Linked DNA regions of Sus scrofa: regions 1 and 3 are each linked to region 2. A link is a contact called in public HiChIP or PLAC-seq data. All regions are on one chromosome and are shown on one strand. The core of a region is the stretch at or near the end of the contact, and the rest is flanking DNA. Distances in the headings are between cores, read along the strand shown. Region 1 overlaps ABHD17C (protein ABHD17C). Region 2 overlaps ARNT2 (aryl hydrocarbon receptor nuclear translocator 2). Region 3 has its middle 64 kb from the start of ABHD17C.

What was found. HiChIP or PLAC-seq counts read pairs in DNA pulled down with a chosen protein or histone mark.
Region 1: a contact with region 2 is called in an H3K27ac HiChIP or PLAC-seq map of alveolar macrophages. The contact joins two enhancer-like sites. A contact is called at or near these places in 1 of 47 Hi-C or Micro-C datasets (alveolar macrophages) and 1 of 2 datasets of contacts at active chromatin or transcription factors (alveolar macrophages).
Region 3: an H3K27ac HiChIP or PLAC-seq map of alveolar macrophages shows a contact between it and region 2. The contact joins two enhancer-like sites. A contact is called at or near these places in 2 of 47 Hi-C or Micro-C datasets (embryonic fibroblasts and liver) and 1 of 2 datasets of contacts at active chromatin or transcription factors (alveolar macrophages).

Annotation. Positions count from the first base shown.
Region 1 is chr7:49,550,153-49,554,772 of Sscrofa11.1, reverse strand. The region is part of intron 1 of ABHD17C (protein ABHD17C); the gene reads right to left. Among named protein-coding and RNA genes, the nearest start is that of ABHD17C, 12 kb to the right of the region's middle. Within about 2 kb of position 3,077, at least 22 of the 83 cell types and tissues checked have an H3K27ac peak or open chromatin away from gene starts, as enhancers often do. A contact at or near this core is called in alveolar macrophages, where this site is marked.
Region 2 is chr7:49,307,299-49,311,597 of Sscrofa11.1, reverse strand. The region is part of intron 2 of ARNT2 (aryl hydrocarbon receptor nuclear translocator 2); the gene reads right to left. Among named protein-coding and RNA genes, the nearest start is that of ARNT2, 50 kb to the right of the region's middle. Within about 2 kb of position 2,862, at least 19 of the 83 cell types and tissues checked have an H3K27ac peak or open chromatin away from gene starts, as enhancers often do. A contact at or near this core is called in alveolar macrophages, where this site is marked.
Region 3 is chr7:49,474,780-49,479,503 of Sscrofa11.1, reverse strand. No RefSeq gene overlaps it. Among named protein-coding and RNA genes, the nearest start is that of ABHD17C, 64 kb to the left of the region's middle. Within about 2 kb of position 3,458, at least 3 of the 83 cell types and tissues checked have an H3K27ac peak or open chromatin away from gene starts, as enhancers often do. A contact at or near this core is called in alveolar macrophages, where this site is marked.

The DNA.
Region 1 (4,620 bases), core at 1,828-4,327, 240 kb before region 2:
GCAGGAGGAATTGCGCAAATTAAAACTAACCGTCACCACACTTAATCCTGCAAAAGTAACCATGGTGCCCTCACCTTTTACACATCTGGGAAAGCCGGTTCATACAGAGTTAGTATCAGGATTTTTCAGAAGATGGTCCAGCAGAAGCCAGGAAGCAGGCAGAGGCTTTTGCAGGCTGCCTGGGGTGCTCCGCCAGGCAGGCAGCTTTCCTGCTGCTCTCCTGGTGCCTCAGGAGGGATCACAGGGAAACGAGGAGATCCCTCTCCAGGGACAGAAAGGAACCAAAGAGCCACAGCTCAAGCAAGCAGAGCATGTACGACCTGTAGTCAGGGTGCGCCCTCCCAGGGAGATGAAGCCTCTGGAACCTCCGACACCCCTCATCCTGGGTTCTTTCAGGGGCCTGATGAAACCAGATCTTACAGGGTGACTTTGGTAAGGATGTGGGCAGAGGGCTCTCCCAGTTAAAATGCCAGTTCTCCTGAGTTTGCTTTTGGTTTAATTGCTTTCTTCTTCTTCTTCTTTTTTTTTTTTTTTTTTTTTTTGGTCTTCTCAGGGCTGCATCCCTGGCACATGGAGGTTCCCAGGCTAGGGGTTGAATTGGAGCGACAGCTGCCGGCCTACACCACAGCCACAACAACACAGGATCCGAGCCACATCTGCAACCTATACCATAGCTCATGGCAAGGCCAGATCCTTAAGCCACTGAGTGAGGCCAGGGATTGAACCTGCATCCTTACATTTATAAAATATTTATAATAAATATTTATAAAGCTATATTTTATATTTATGTCTACTTCAAAATAAAATTTGAAAACTCCTAATGTAACATTAACAGAATTTAAATGGATGGAAGAACTGCAAGTTGTACCATGAACAGTCACTGCTCCAGGCAAAAAAAGAGGAAGCACAGCAAAGTCTAAGGAGGAAGCGATGATGAGCCGACCATGAGCCACTCGGGGGTCCTCAAGCACCGTACATGGCTCAGGACTGACTCCTCAAACACAGACCGCTCACCCTCTGCACCAGGCTTGCTGGTGTGAAATGCTTTCCTCCAGATCTACTGTATCAAAATCTCCGAGGATGGGGTCCCGAGAAGGCCTCCCAGGTGATTCTTACATTAAAATCTGTAAACCGATTATCACCAGCTCATTCATTTATCTACTCCACACATATTCAATGAGTGCCCATTCTAGGGCAGAAAGGGCTGCCCCAGGAGGGCACAGATGTCAGCCAGTTCTGGGCAGTGGATGACGCATCCAGAGAAGGATGGGAGGCAGGGAGATTGGGCAATCAGGGTAATTCAGGAGCCAAGTTATCAAAAGGAAAAACAACAGAGGAGTTCAGTGGTAACAAATCCGTCCAGTACCTATGAGGACTTGGGTTCGATCCCTGGCCTCACTCAGTGGGTTAAGGATCCGGTGTAGCTGTGAGCTGTGGATTAGGTCACAGATGTGGCTTGGATCCCGCGTTGCTGTGGCTGTGGTGTAGGCTGGCAGCGGCGGCTCCGATTCGACCCCTAAGCTGGGAACTTCCATATGCCTTGGGTAAGGTCCTAAAAAGCCAAAAGAAAAAAAAAAGAAAGAAAAAACAATAGAAACTTCTGGCTAAGCAGATATACGGGTGGAGGGGAAGGCATCAAGGCACCAAGGGAGACTTGCAGTCTTGCAGTTTGGAGCCGGGTAAATGAAAGGTGTGGTGAGGTCAGAGGGATGAAGACCTGTGTTTATAATCGGCTGAGTCTGGCGGCAGAACCACCCAGTGGGTGCAGTCCTGAAGCAGCCAGAACCCCAGGGCGATAAGCTCCCACAAAGCACACGTGAAGGAAACAGAGACTGGGGAACCCTGTGCAATGAATGGACAGCTCAAACCACCTTAATCTCTCTTCTGCAATTATATTTTAGCTTCGTATGTTCTTTTTTTTTTTTTAGCTTCGTATGTTCTTAAATCTATCTTGCTAGGGTTTTCCTGAAGTTTTTAGTAGGAAAAACTAGTGTATTCCAGTTAAATATATGACTCTGGTTTCATTTAAAAATTATTTTATGCAGCCTAGTTATAGCAATTGTTTAGAAATGATTAACATGAGAATGGTTTTATATATATGTAAACTAAGAGGCATAAATGTTACAAGTTATAAGGACAATGGTATTCATTAAACAACACAGCCACCGAAAATGGAGATTCTGAAATATCCTTGCATTATTTATGTCAATAGGGAGAAATCAAATTATTTGAGCTAAACCAGCATAAAAGAATCTTGTCCTGGTATCACAGATTTGTGCAGTCAAGGTCATTATCACTGCACATGGTTTGGTCCATGACAATCACTAAGAACAGTTTTGGGTAAGCTGGAATTCTCATTTGATTACCAACCATAATAACAGAGGTGTTAGCTACCAGAGTTATAATTACCATCTGGAAACTCACTGTTTGTGGCTATATCATGAACACAGGCTTGCTTTAAGTCGTTCCTCACCCCCCCCCACCCCCGCCACCCCCAACAAAACTGCTCAGATTTCATTTTAACCTTTTAAAAATGTAAACTGAAAGGACAAACTAAGCACCAGCATTGAAGGTTCAGGTACTCCTTTTTCATTTGAAAATTTAAGCAGTGCAGGGCGAATAACCTCGTAAGACTCTTGCCAGTAACTCTGCAAGTAAATGATAGGCAATACTTAATTATCAGGCTAAGCATTAAAGGTGAAGGACCTAGACTTCCTGGAAACAGAGGTTTCCAGTTTCACCGCGGTGCCATACGGTCCTTTAAGGCTCTGAAGTCAATCAATATTGTGGAAGTTATCAATGAGCTCCATTTCACAGCGCCTTGAACACTCAACAGGACTTGGAGGGACAAGGCATCGTGGGAGCATTCATATTTTAAGAGGAAATGTGTGCTCAGGTCCCACAGCCAACTTTAGGAAACAACTATCTATTGAAGGTCACCCCATTAGGAAAGAGCAACCGGAACGTCTTCAGGGGTGGAGAGGGAGGGTGTTTTGTCTCCCCAGGGTCGTCCCCAGCTCCAGGCCAGAGTTACGCCTCTGGTTCCGCCCCGAACACGTGCTCAGCTCCGGGAGAGCTAAACCTGGAAACAGCACTGCGGGGGCAAAGGAGGAAGGGTTTGCAGAGAAACTGCGAGGTGTTGGATTACAGGGAAGGTTTCCTCTCCTTTTAAGACCTCCTCTGGGGATATAAACACCTTGGTGGATGAAGTGCTATCTGGTTTAAAATGCTAATGTACATACCACTCCCCAAAGCCTAGACGGGATACACAGAGCTCTCAAAGCTGGAGGAACACATTCAAGGAGCCGCTCCCCCCCTGGGCTGCAAATAAAGCGAAACCTCTTTACAGTTCCTCTGTGGCCACATCCACCAGGCTGGCCTGCCCTGGGTATTATTTACATCCGTGGAGAGTGGGGAAGGAAGCAATTTAACACCCTCTGATCTAAGCATGATGTGAGCATTCGGTTATTTCAGCTCTAATAATTTGACTAGTAATCCTAGGCCACAGTAACATCCCACTCGTGCTCTGACTGTGAAGTGGTGATTGTTGTGGTTTTTATTATTGTTAATATTATTAATACTACCAAGTGGGGGAGAAGTTGTCCTTTCTTCCTTTCTAGGTCCTTTGACCAGTCTAATAATTAAACATAAGACTGATGAACAGAGTTCCCGTCGTAGCACAGCGGAAACGAATCCAACTAGGAACCATGAAGTTGCAGGTTCGATCCCTGGCCTTGCTCAGTGGGTTAAGCATCTGGCGTTGCCATGAGCTGTGGTGTAGGTCACAGACTCGGCTCTATTCTGGCATTGCTGTGGCTGTGGCATGGGCTGGCGGCTACAGCTCTGATTAGACCCCTAGCCTTAGAACCTCCATATGCTGAGGGTGTGGCCTTAAAAAGACCAAAAAAAAAAAAAAAAAAAAAAGACTGATGAACAGGAGAAAAGCTAACAAATATTTAACAACATGCACACATGGGAAAGACCCAGGAAAACCCAGTAACTCTCTGAAGTGTCAGAGGCCCTCACCTCTGAAACCATTTTCAGCTCAAGCAAAGGAAGACTGAGCTGGGGGATTAGCCCTGGGAGGTCACCAGGAAAAGCCAAGTAAACAAAGGTGAGGTTGTGATGCAAATTTAAGTCATCGGCGCCTAGATTAGAGCTTCTCAGGATCAGGTCACAGCCCCTCCCTCTTTCTGGAGCCTCTGGGAGACACCTTTACAAATGGAGATTTCCCTGAGAACAAGTAAAGGTCTCTTACAAAAGGGTAACTTCTACTTTAAAGGGTTTTTAAAGCTTCCATGTCCGCAGCTTGGTCTCAAAATCTTCAGCCTCAAATAATCCTTATGCCAAAGAGCCATATTTTCGGGTGACCAACTGTGCACCCCTACAATCCCCACCATTATTACTTTAACTGAGGTTCCAAAAGGTTAGGAAAATTGCCTGAGGTCAATCAATTAGTAAGCGGCCCAGGTAGGATCTAAACTCAGGTCCTTTGACTCCACCATCCACAACCATAAAAAAATGCCAGAGAAGGAAGGAGTTCCCATCGTGGCTCAGCGGAAACAAATCTGGTTCGTATCCATGAGGACCCAGGTTCGATCCTGGCCTTGCTCAGTGGAC
Region 2 (4,299 bases), core at 1,613-4,112:
GACCCCTCGAGAACCCTACACGGGCCGCCAATGGGTTGCTTAGGCTGTGCTGGAAAAGTCAACACCCCTGGTCTCCCATCATCTTTGGGGATACCTGCTCCCCTCCAGTTCATTTATTCTACCCCGAGACTTCCTTCCTACATTACCTAGCAAAGCTCCGGGGGGGGGGGGAGTGTCAAAACCAGAACGTTTTAAGGACAATAAAGGGATCATGAGGGAAAGAAGACACACTACTGGTGGCCCATGTAAGGATCTGGCTGGTCTTGTTGAGTCCAAGTGATAAAGGCATTTCAGGCCATCATCTTATAAACTCCAGGTCTCAGTATATGGGTGTGGGAGGGGGAAACAGCTGTTCGAAGCCTAAGCGGCTCAACGTGGCTATTTGCTTATTGAAACTCACCAAAGAAAGACTCAGATGCTTACCTTACCGGGCCCCTCTAAATAAACATAAAACAAAAAGTCTTAATAGATATTTGTTTAACTGATATCCCAGACTCTCCTTCTCAGAAACCCAGTCCTCGTTAAGGTCAACTAATTTTACCCTTGGGGACGCTGGAGCAGACTGGGTACTTAATTAGGATAAAGTGTCCCCAGAGTCTTTGGGAACAAAATGAGAAACAGGACAGATGTCCGGGCTGTCCTGGACATTGAGGGGGAGTGCGGGTCTCACAGCCAGGGCGTTCCCCATCTTGTTCTTTGTGCGACTGATGGACAGAAGGGGTGCTGTTCCCTCAGACTCTGAGCAGAAGGGAGGCCAGCCTGCCTGGCAGCCAGGGTGGAGAAGTCCCTTCTCAGAACACCCAGCACAAGAATGGCAGGTGTGCTCAAGGGCCAGAGCTACCCATGCCTGGGCTGTTGGCCCCACAGGGAGGGTGCTTCCTATCCTCAGCTCTAAGGGTGGGACCCCACTGGGTAATGGGTGACAAGGGGAAAGCACAGGGCACCCAGGCCACCAGGAAAGGCCACGCACACTGTACAGGAAGAACCGTTCCTGCATAAGCACCTGTGAGAAGCCCCTAATAAGATACAGCATATTCTCTAGGCTTTGGAGTAACATGGGGGACCTAGGTCAGGGGACTGGTATTACACAGGGAAGAAGAACACTTTCTTCTTTAAAATGCTATCCTTTTAATAGTGTTTTATGTGCAGTGTGGCCAGAATTCTCATCTGGGCATCAGTCTGTGGGGGAGGACCTGATGAAATTCACTGCCAGTTTGGGATCCCTGATTTCCACAGGGGCTCGAACTAGCTGCTGGGAATGAAAGAACAAATGGAGTTAGATAACTGAGAGAGATGGCCACAAGGATAACAAAAATACCTCTGCACAAAGAGAAGGGGAGGCAGGGAAGAAAAGTGACAAGAAAGGGAAAATAGAGTTAAAAGACCATCCGCCCATTAGTGGGAGACAACCATGCACCTCCTACAATACAGACAGGGCGACCAGGCACCAGACAGCAGCTGCACAATTGTCTGTGTTGTGGGAAGATGTGGGCTGAACACATGAATTTCTAAATGAAGTCAAGTCATCAGTTTTCTGCTTAGTTACTAAGCCACCGCCTCACCTTTCCTGAAAATGACACCTGGGAGATAAGCACCAAAGAGTCTGCTCGGGGAGCACTGTGCCTTTGCGGAGCCGCAGAACCACACTGCCACCCAGTGTTCATCATGGGTAAGAGCGACTCTGCTGTGGACACGAGGCTTAATAATACCCTGGGCTGTCAACAGTTGCATGTGAAGAAAAAGAAATCGCATTTTCAAAATTCCAATGGATTTATGCAAGCCTTGAGCAAAACCTCAAGTGGGTGTGAGATGTACAGTTATCTTTAAAATGCCTTTCAGCTCAAATTGATATGAGTGTGATAATCTGGCTCCTGCGAGACGCCATTTATTAGTCAGCGGTTCCTCCTCAGCCTGCATGATCTTTGGGGCATTTAGGGTGACCAATCGTCCTGATTTTCCCCGACTGAGGGATTCGTGAGGTAGAGGACCTCAGTGTTAAACCTGGGAAAGTCCCGGGCCAACTACACAGATAGTTGGTCCCCGTGGTTTCCGTAAGGACAGCTCAGGTCTGTGCCCGGTCCTCATGCAGCAGGCAGATGGGGAGGTGAGGCACAGGGCAACTGGTCCCAGCTGGGACCAGGTCAGCCCACCTGAGCAGAGGGTATAAGAGAGGATGGCTGGGCTCTGGAGCCAGAGTTTTCTAGGGGCTGTGGAAAACGTAGCAGGATTTGTCTGTGAAAAATTAGGGACCACAAAACTGTGCCTTCCCGGCTGTGCAGATGCTGCAGTCACATCTCGTCCTTCTGAAAAGTGTGACATGGAGATGGACTCAGGAGAGAAGTCAGGACATAACAAATCCTCAGGGTCACTCACTTGACCCCCAAAGCAGGCTCACTGCTCACAGGCCACACAGAGAAAATCAGCTTCTGAGGACAAAGGAGCTTTTGGAGGAGTGCTTGCAAAAGGCTGCCTCCGGGTCTTCTGCCACCACGGCAAATGCGCCGCTGTGAACATGACCGCAATAGCTATGTTTATTTCTTCTGCTATAAAACCTCTGAGTAAATCATCTCTTATTTTATGTCTTTTCTGTGTCTCAACTACACTGAAACATCTGGATAATAAAAAGGAAAAATCAAAATATGACTTTTAAGTCCCGTTGTGTTCACCTTAAAGAATTCGGTACAATAAGTGGATAACAAAAGAGTCCTCCAACGGTGGTTTGAAATGCGTTTTACCCGTCAATTTACATGAATAAAAAGCTGTGCAAGTCACTTCGGAGCCTGCCCCTGGTTAAGAGTGAGGGATGTGAATCTGCCCTACAGTGACTGTGTCATAATAATAATGATGCATCATCAACGATGAGTCACCAAGCGATTCACTTGTGCTCTCATGAGAAAGGATGTGAGGCCGTGCCAGTGAGGCTGGCTCTAGAGCAGCAGCAAAGGAGTGACCCCGGGCCAGCTCATAATATCTGCTGACAAAAAGGGAAGTGACATGGGTGCCGGCAAATGTCCTTTCTTCAGAGCCTGGATCAGGCGGCTGGGGCTATAGCGACATCACGGCATAAATGCAAACCCAGCCGAATACCTGCTTATGTGCTGTGAACTGTATTTAACCACAGTCCAGCAGCCGTGGGGTTACACCGGAGGGCAATACCAGTCTGCTGGCTGTGCACACTTTGGAAACCGTCTGCCTCAAGAATGATATTTGAGAAGCCCAGCATTTGATTCCAAGGCAGTGGGAAGGTGCTGGTACATCCAGGTACCACAGCCTCCCTCCTCCCTCCTTAAGGGCTGGCTCTGGGGCACAGCCGCTGTCTAATCTAATCACAGCCACTTCCCAGTCACTGTAAAAGCACCCATGTGCGAGTTCCCTTCATGGCTCAGCGGTTAATGAACCCGACTAGCATCCATGAGGACGCAGGTTCAATCCCTGGCCTCGCTCAGTGGGTTACGGATCCAGCGCTGCCATAAGCTGTGATGTAGGTCGCAGATGCAGCTCGGAACTGGTGTTGCTGTGGCTGTGGTGTAGGCTGGCAGCTGCAGATCTGATTCGACCCCTAGCCTTGGAACCTCCATATGCTGTGGGTGCGGCCCTAAAAAGGCAAAAAAAAAAAGGGAAAAAAAGGCATCCATGGGCCCTGTGGGTGCCCCCCCCCCATCCCCTCCCTGAGATCAGGGCATTCTTGACAAAGATGCAGTCCAGGTGACTTGCTTCTGCTCTTTTCTCTCACACATGTGGAATCACTTTTCAAAGAATCTGAAACTTCTGAACCTTCACCTTGTGTCCCCACTGCTAGCAGAGCACGCAGCTGGCTAAGACGCCGACTGGGGAAGGCTGTCCGGGGAGTGGAAAGAACATTCAGCCCAGAGGATCCAGGGCATCGGGCCAGGCATGTGGCCGGGGATCCAAACCCCACGAGGGGTCAGTTCTACTCGGCTCGGAGACACTGGGGCGGCCTGGGTGGTTATCCTGGGAAGCTGGGACATGTTCCCTCCGCCAAAATAACCAGGTCAGAGTGGGAGGACCTAGGCAGGGACTGGGGGGGTGGGGGGTGTAAGGTCTGTGCCTCCTCCTGTTTCCCCTCTCCCTCCACCCCCCACTTTGTCTCTCCTTCTCTCCCTCTGTGTGTCTCCAACTGCGCCCCACATTTGCTCGCGGAGAGGAAGAAAAGCAGCGAGGCGGTGACCAGGGCGTGTGGACAGACATGCCCTGTGCAGGAGCAGGGGCCCCACCTTGGGGTGGCCTGTTTTTTGCTGAATGCGCTGTCCATCAGGGTCTCCTTGGTCCTCAGTGTAT
Region 3 (4,724 bases), core at 2,209-4,708, 170 kb before region 2:
TTATACCATCCCTGGGTGTGCAACAGCAAAGGGGAGACCGTCCAGCTGCTGTGATACCCTCTGTCTTCTGATGGTTAGGCTTTTTCTGTCCTAACCATGTGGTCTTCCTCTCCCCAGGCAGGACAGAACACAACTCAATGCAGCAGCTTTGGCCAACGAGTCAACACGCAAACGGGAACAAGAGCCCTGGGACTTTCCTAAGATAAACAAAGGATTTAGAAGGAATAACAATATTTAGCAGAACTCAAAACTCCCACTTCCAGATGAAGAAAACACCATGCTGCAAACAACTTAAGACATTTAAAATTAGGTCTACTTTTGACCCCAAACTCTCTCATCACGGCACCAAAGGAGGTACATTAAGAAATGTTTTGAAGATGGGAAAAGGTCAGTTTCCAGCTTCAGGAAGAACGGCTGAGTCCTCAGCGGATCCACCTCAATGGCTCATCCCGACGCTTTGAGTTCATTCCTGCTTCCCCAAGTGCACGGTTTCCTGTCAAATGGCTGTTGTCCCTAAACCTTCACATTTCCTCTTAATCATATTTCTTCCCCTAGGCCCTTTGGCAGTAATGAGTCAAAGCTCGAGGCAGCTGTCACATATTCCTCTTGTGCAGCCAAGCCTCCAAAGGAGTGACACCACGAAGTAAAGACACAAGCGGATGTGACGAGGCCATTGATGTTGGACTTGGCACAGCCCTGGGCAGAGAAATGGAGCTGCAGGGGGAGGATCCAGCCAGAGCCAGGATGCACTTGACTTCCAGAAGAGTCAGCAGGATACCAACTGCACATGGCCCGAACTCAGAGGCCAGGGGTCAAAGCTCACGGGAGATCACACGGTCCAGAGGCCCTCACCCCAGCTGACACTGGGGATCGGTAAACATTGTAGACCAAGGGTCTGAAAACTGTGGCTCCTGGGCCAGCTATATGATCCTCTGCCTATTTTTGTATGGCTGGCATGCTCTGAGTGATTTTTACACTTTTAAATCACTGAAAAAAATTTAATATTGTTGACATTAGAATTTATACAGTTAAAGTTTCTGTGTCTAAATGAAAGTGTTAGCGAACACCACCACATCCATTTACCGATGCCAGTGCCTCTGGCTGCGTCCTTGCTACACGAGAAGAGCTGAGTAGTTGTGGCAGAGACTGCACGGCCCCCAAAGGCTAAAAATAGTTCCTCTCTGGCCCTTGGCGGAAAGCATTTGCTGTCTCCTGTATTAAACTTTTTTTTTTTTTTTTTGCAAACCACAGCAGCAAGAGAGGAGAAAGGAGCAGGAGGGAGTTCCCTCGTGGTCTAGTGGTTAGGACCCAGCGCTTTCACCACTGCTGCCTGGGTTCCATCCCTGATCTGTGGACTGAGACCCCATGTCAAGCTGATGCACGCCACAGCCAAAAAATAAAAAAGATAAAAAAAAAAAAATTAAAAAGGGAAAGGAGCAGGGAAAGAGTCAAGCCATAACCATCACCTCTGAGAAGGGGAGCTTCACCATGTCAGATAGGAGTACTGTTTAGGAATCACTGATTAGGTCTGGCCACAGTGTTTCCATGATGTATCTTCTGTCTCCTCCTCCTTCTTCTTGTCTTTTTAGGGCCACACCTGCAGCATATGGAAGTTCTCAGACTAGGAGTCGAATCGGAGCTGGAGCTGCCAGTCTGTAACACAAACACAGCAACGCCAGATCCGAGCCTTGACTGCACCCTACACCACAGCTCACGGCAACACCGGATCCTTAACCCATTGAGTGGGGCCAGGGATCGAACCCATGTCCTCATGGATACTAGTCGGGTTCATAACTGCTGAGCCACATTGGGAACTCCTGCATGCATTGAGGGTGGGCCAGGCCCAGTGACTGTCCCCGCTGAACATGTGTGGTAGTGTCCCACCCCACTAGGGGCCTTCCTTGTCACTCTGTGTGCCTCTGGATGACCATTATGAGAACAGCCATTCCTGTTCTAGTCCCCAGGGGAGGAAAAGTCTAAGTTCAGCTCCATCTTGCAGATGGAGAATTTGGATGTGGGTTCAAGAAAGACCTGGATTAGAAGCAATGCTGGGTGCCATGGACATACTCCTGATCAGTCCCTTCTCTAAATTCAGCTCTGGTCCTGGCTCCTTTTCCAGTCTCTGGGCTCAGTCCTGTGTCCCAGTACAGCCTGAGGGAGGGGATAAAGTCTTCAGACAGTAGCTCAGCGGAAATGAACCCAGTTGGTCTCCATGTGGACACCAGGTTCGATCCCTGACCTTGTTCAGTGGGTTAAGGATCTGGCATTGCTGTGAGCTGTGGTGTAGGTCGCAGACACAGCTCGGATCCTGCATTGCTACGGCTGTAGTATAGGCCAGCAGCTGCAGCTCCAATTCAACCTCTAGCCTGGGAACTTCCATATGCCTAGGGTGTGGCGTATGGGTCTTTTCCTTAAAAGAAAGGGAAAAAAACAAAAACAAAACAAAACAAAACAAAAGCCTCAGACTTCCCAGGATGCTTGCAAGGTCCCAGAGGTCAGAACTAGTCCTAATGGTGGAGTCATAGCAGAGTTGAACTCAAGCTGGGGAAGGCTCACTTCACATGTGCTCAGCCGAGCTGGAAGCTGCTGCCCTGGGAGCCCATGAGCTTTCTGCTTTAGCAGGAGGGCTGTGGGTTGAGCAAGATGGCCATGTCAGGTGACCGCTGGGTGCTAGGATTCTATGTATCAGAGACCTCATGGATGAAGGGGCAGAGGACTCGGACCCTGAATGCAGTAGCTCAGAGCATGAGCCTCGAAGTCAGAGCTGTCCTTAGTTCAAATCCGTCACTTCCGTGTCATTTGGTAAAGCGAGTTAAGATGAGCGTCAGCTGCCACCTCTGTAAAATGCCAATGAGGTCCTTGCCTCGTCGAGATACGGATAAATTATAGCACGTTCAGTGTCAACACGTAGTAGCTATTGTGCCCAAGAGATCTTCATCAGTGACTTATACATCAGCTGAGTCCAATCTTGGTAGGAAAATTTATCTTTCCTTTGCAAAGTATCCTCAATTTCAAAGCCATTTGAGGGCAGGGAATAGAGGACATGTGGAAATAAATAAAACAGCTCTCTTGGATTACATGTCAGCCTTCAGGCAGGAGATGGTGACTGTCCCCTGTGTGCCTTCCTGGGGTCAGTGACATCAGTGTGTATTTCACGGAGACTATTGCTTCAAATTGGGTTGTTGGGTTTTCTCCCCATGTTTCCAAAGCCTGGGTCAAAGATGAGACATGCTCATCAGATGCCTGATGGTAATATATTACCGATGCTGGTTTCCAGGGATTTGCGAATCAGAAAACATCACATTAATTTGTTTTTATATTTTCCCCAAATATTTTACAAAACCATTAATCAAGAACCCATTTGGTTGAAAAACAAACGCTGGCGGTGAGTAATGAGTACCAGCTTCCGTCACATTTGCCCTTTTCTGGGAGTTTCTGAAGTTTGGGGCTTGCTGGCTTGACAGTTTACTGCCACCAAGGGAGATTTTTACAAATTGCAGCATCTATGGGCTCTTTTACCAACGTCAGGAGCTGAGCCCACGTTTAAAAGAGCATAAGGCAGGGAAGCTTAACATGGTCTGCAAGGATGCACATTTCTTTTCTGTCTCTCTCTCTCTTTTTTTTTGGCCGTGCCTTGAGCACGCTCAAGTGCCCAGGCCGAGGACTGAGCCCTCGCCATAGCAGCGACAACACCAGATCTTTAATGTCTAGGCCACCATGGAACTCTGAGATGCATGTTTCTTGAATTCATTTTAACCTAGTTCTCCTACTGGATGCCAAACACTGTATGAGGCTTTAGAGATACAGAAGTGAGTGGGACACAGGCGCTGTCCTTGAGGGGACCATCTGGTGAGAAATGCTGTGTCCATACAAAGTGTCACCTGCCCCACACTGAGCATGGAACAGGAATGCCTTGTGCATTAGGCCTCATTGGGGGGGTGAGCTGAGAAGGCTTCCTGGGGGGGGGGTCACTCCTGAACTAAGTTTGGAAGGATCAGTAGTTAAGGTCGTCAGCAGCAGAGCTGCTGCCGAGTCAAAGGCCTGAAGGCTGGAATAGCTGGCATTGCAGCTGGAGGGAGGGATGGGTGGAACCTTACAGGAGGCCTTGAACGCCCTGTGAAACAGAAAGCCTCTCCTATGCTCTTATTCAGGAATCATGAAGGGTTGTAGGAAGACAGGAGTCAATCAGATTTGCACTTTTTTTTTTTTTTTTTTTTTTTTAGGGCCCTACCCTTGGCATATGGAGGTCCCCAGGCTAGGGGTCAAATCAGAGCTACAGCTGCCAGCCCATGCCACAGCGATAGCGATGCTGGATCCAAGCGGCACCTGTGACCTAAACCACAGCTCATGGCAATGCTGGATCCTTAACCCACTGAGCAAGGCCAAGGATGGAACCCACATTCTCATGGATCCTAGTCAGGTTTGTTAACCCCTGAACCACGAAAGGAACTCCAGATTTGCACTGTATTTTGAGAGCCAGAATGTGGAAGACCAGCTAGAAGAGATGAGTCTGGGCTTGGGGGCTGCTGAGAGGCTGATGAGGCACAAAGGACAGCAAAGACCCCTTCTCCTCTCCCTCTGAGCCCTCACCCTCTGCCCCAGCATGTCCTCATGGGAAGAGGGGGGTCACTCAGTGTTTGCTGATTCAGCAGGAAATTGTATCAGCAGACCCAAGTGCCCTGGGGTCTGCGTGTGTGCGAGTGTGTGTGTCTATTTAACAGGAG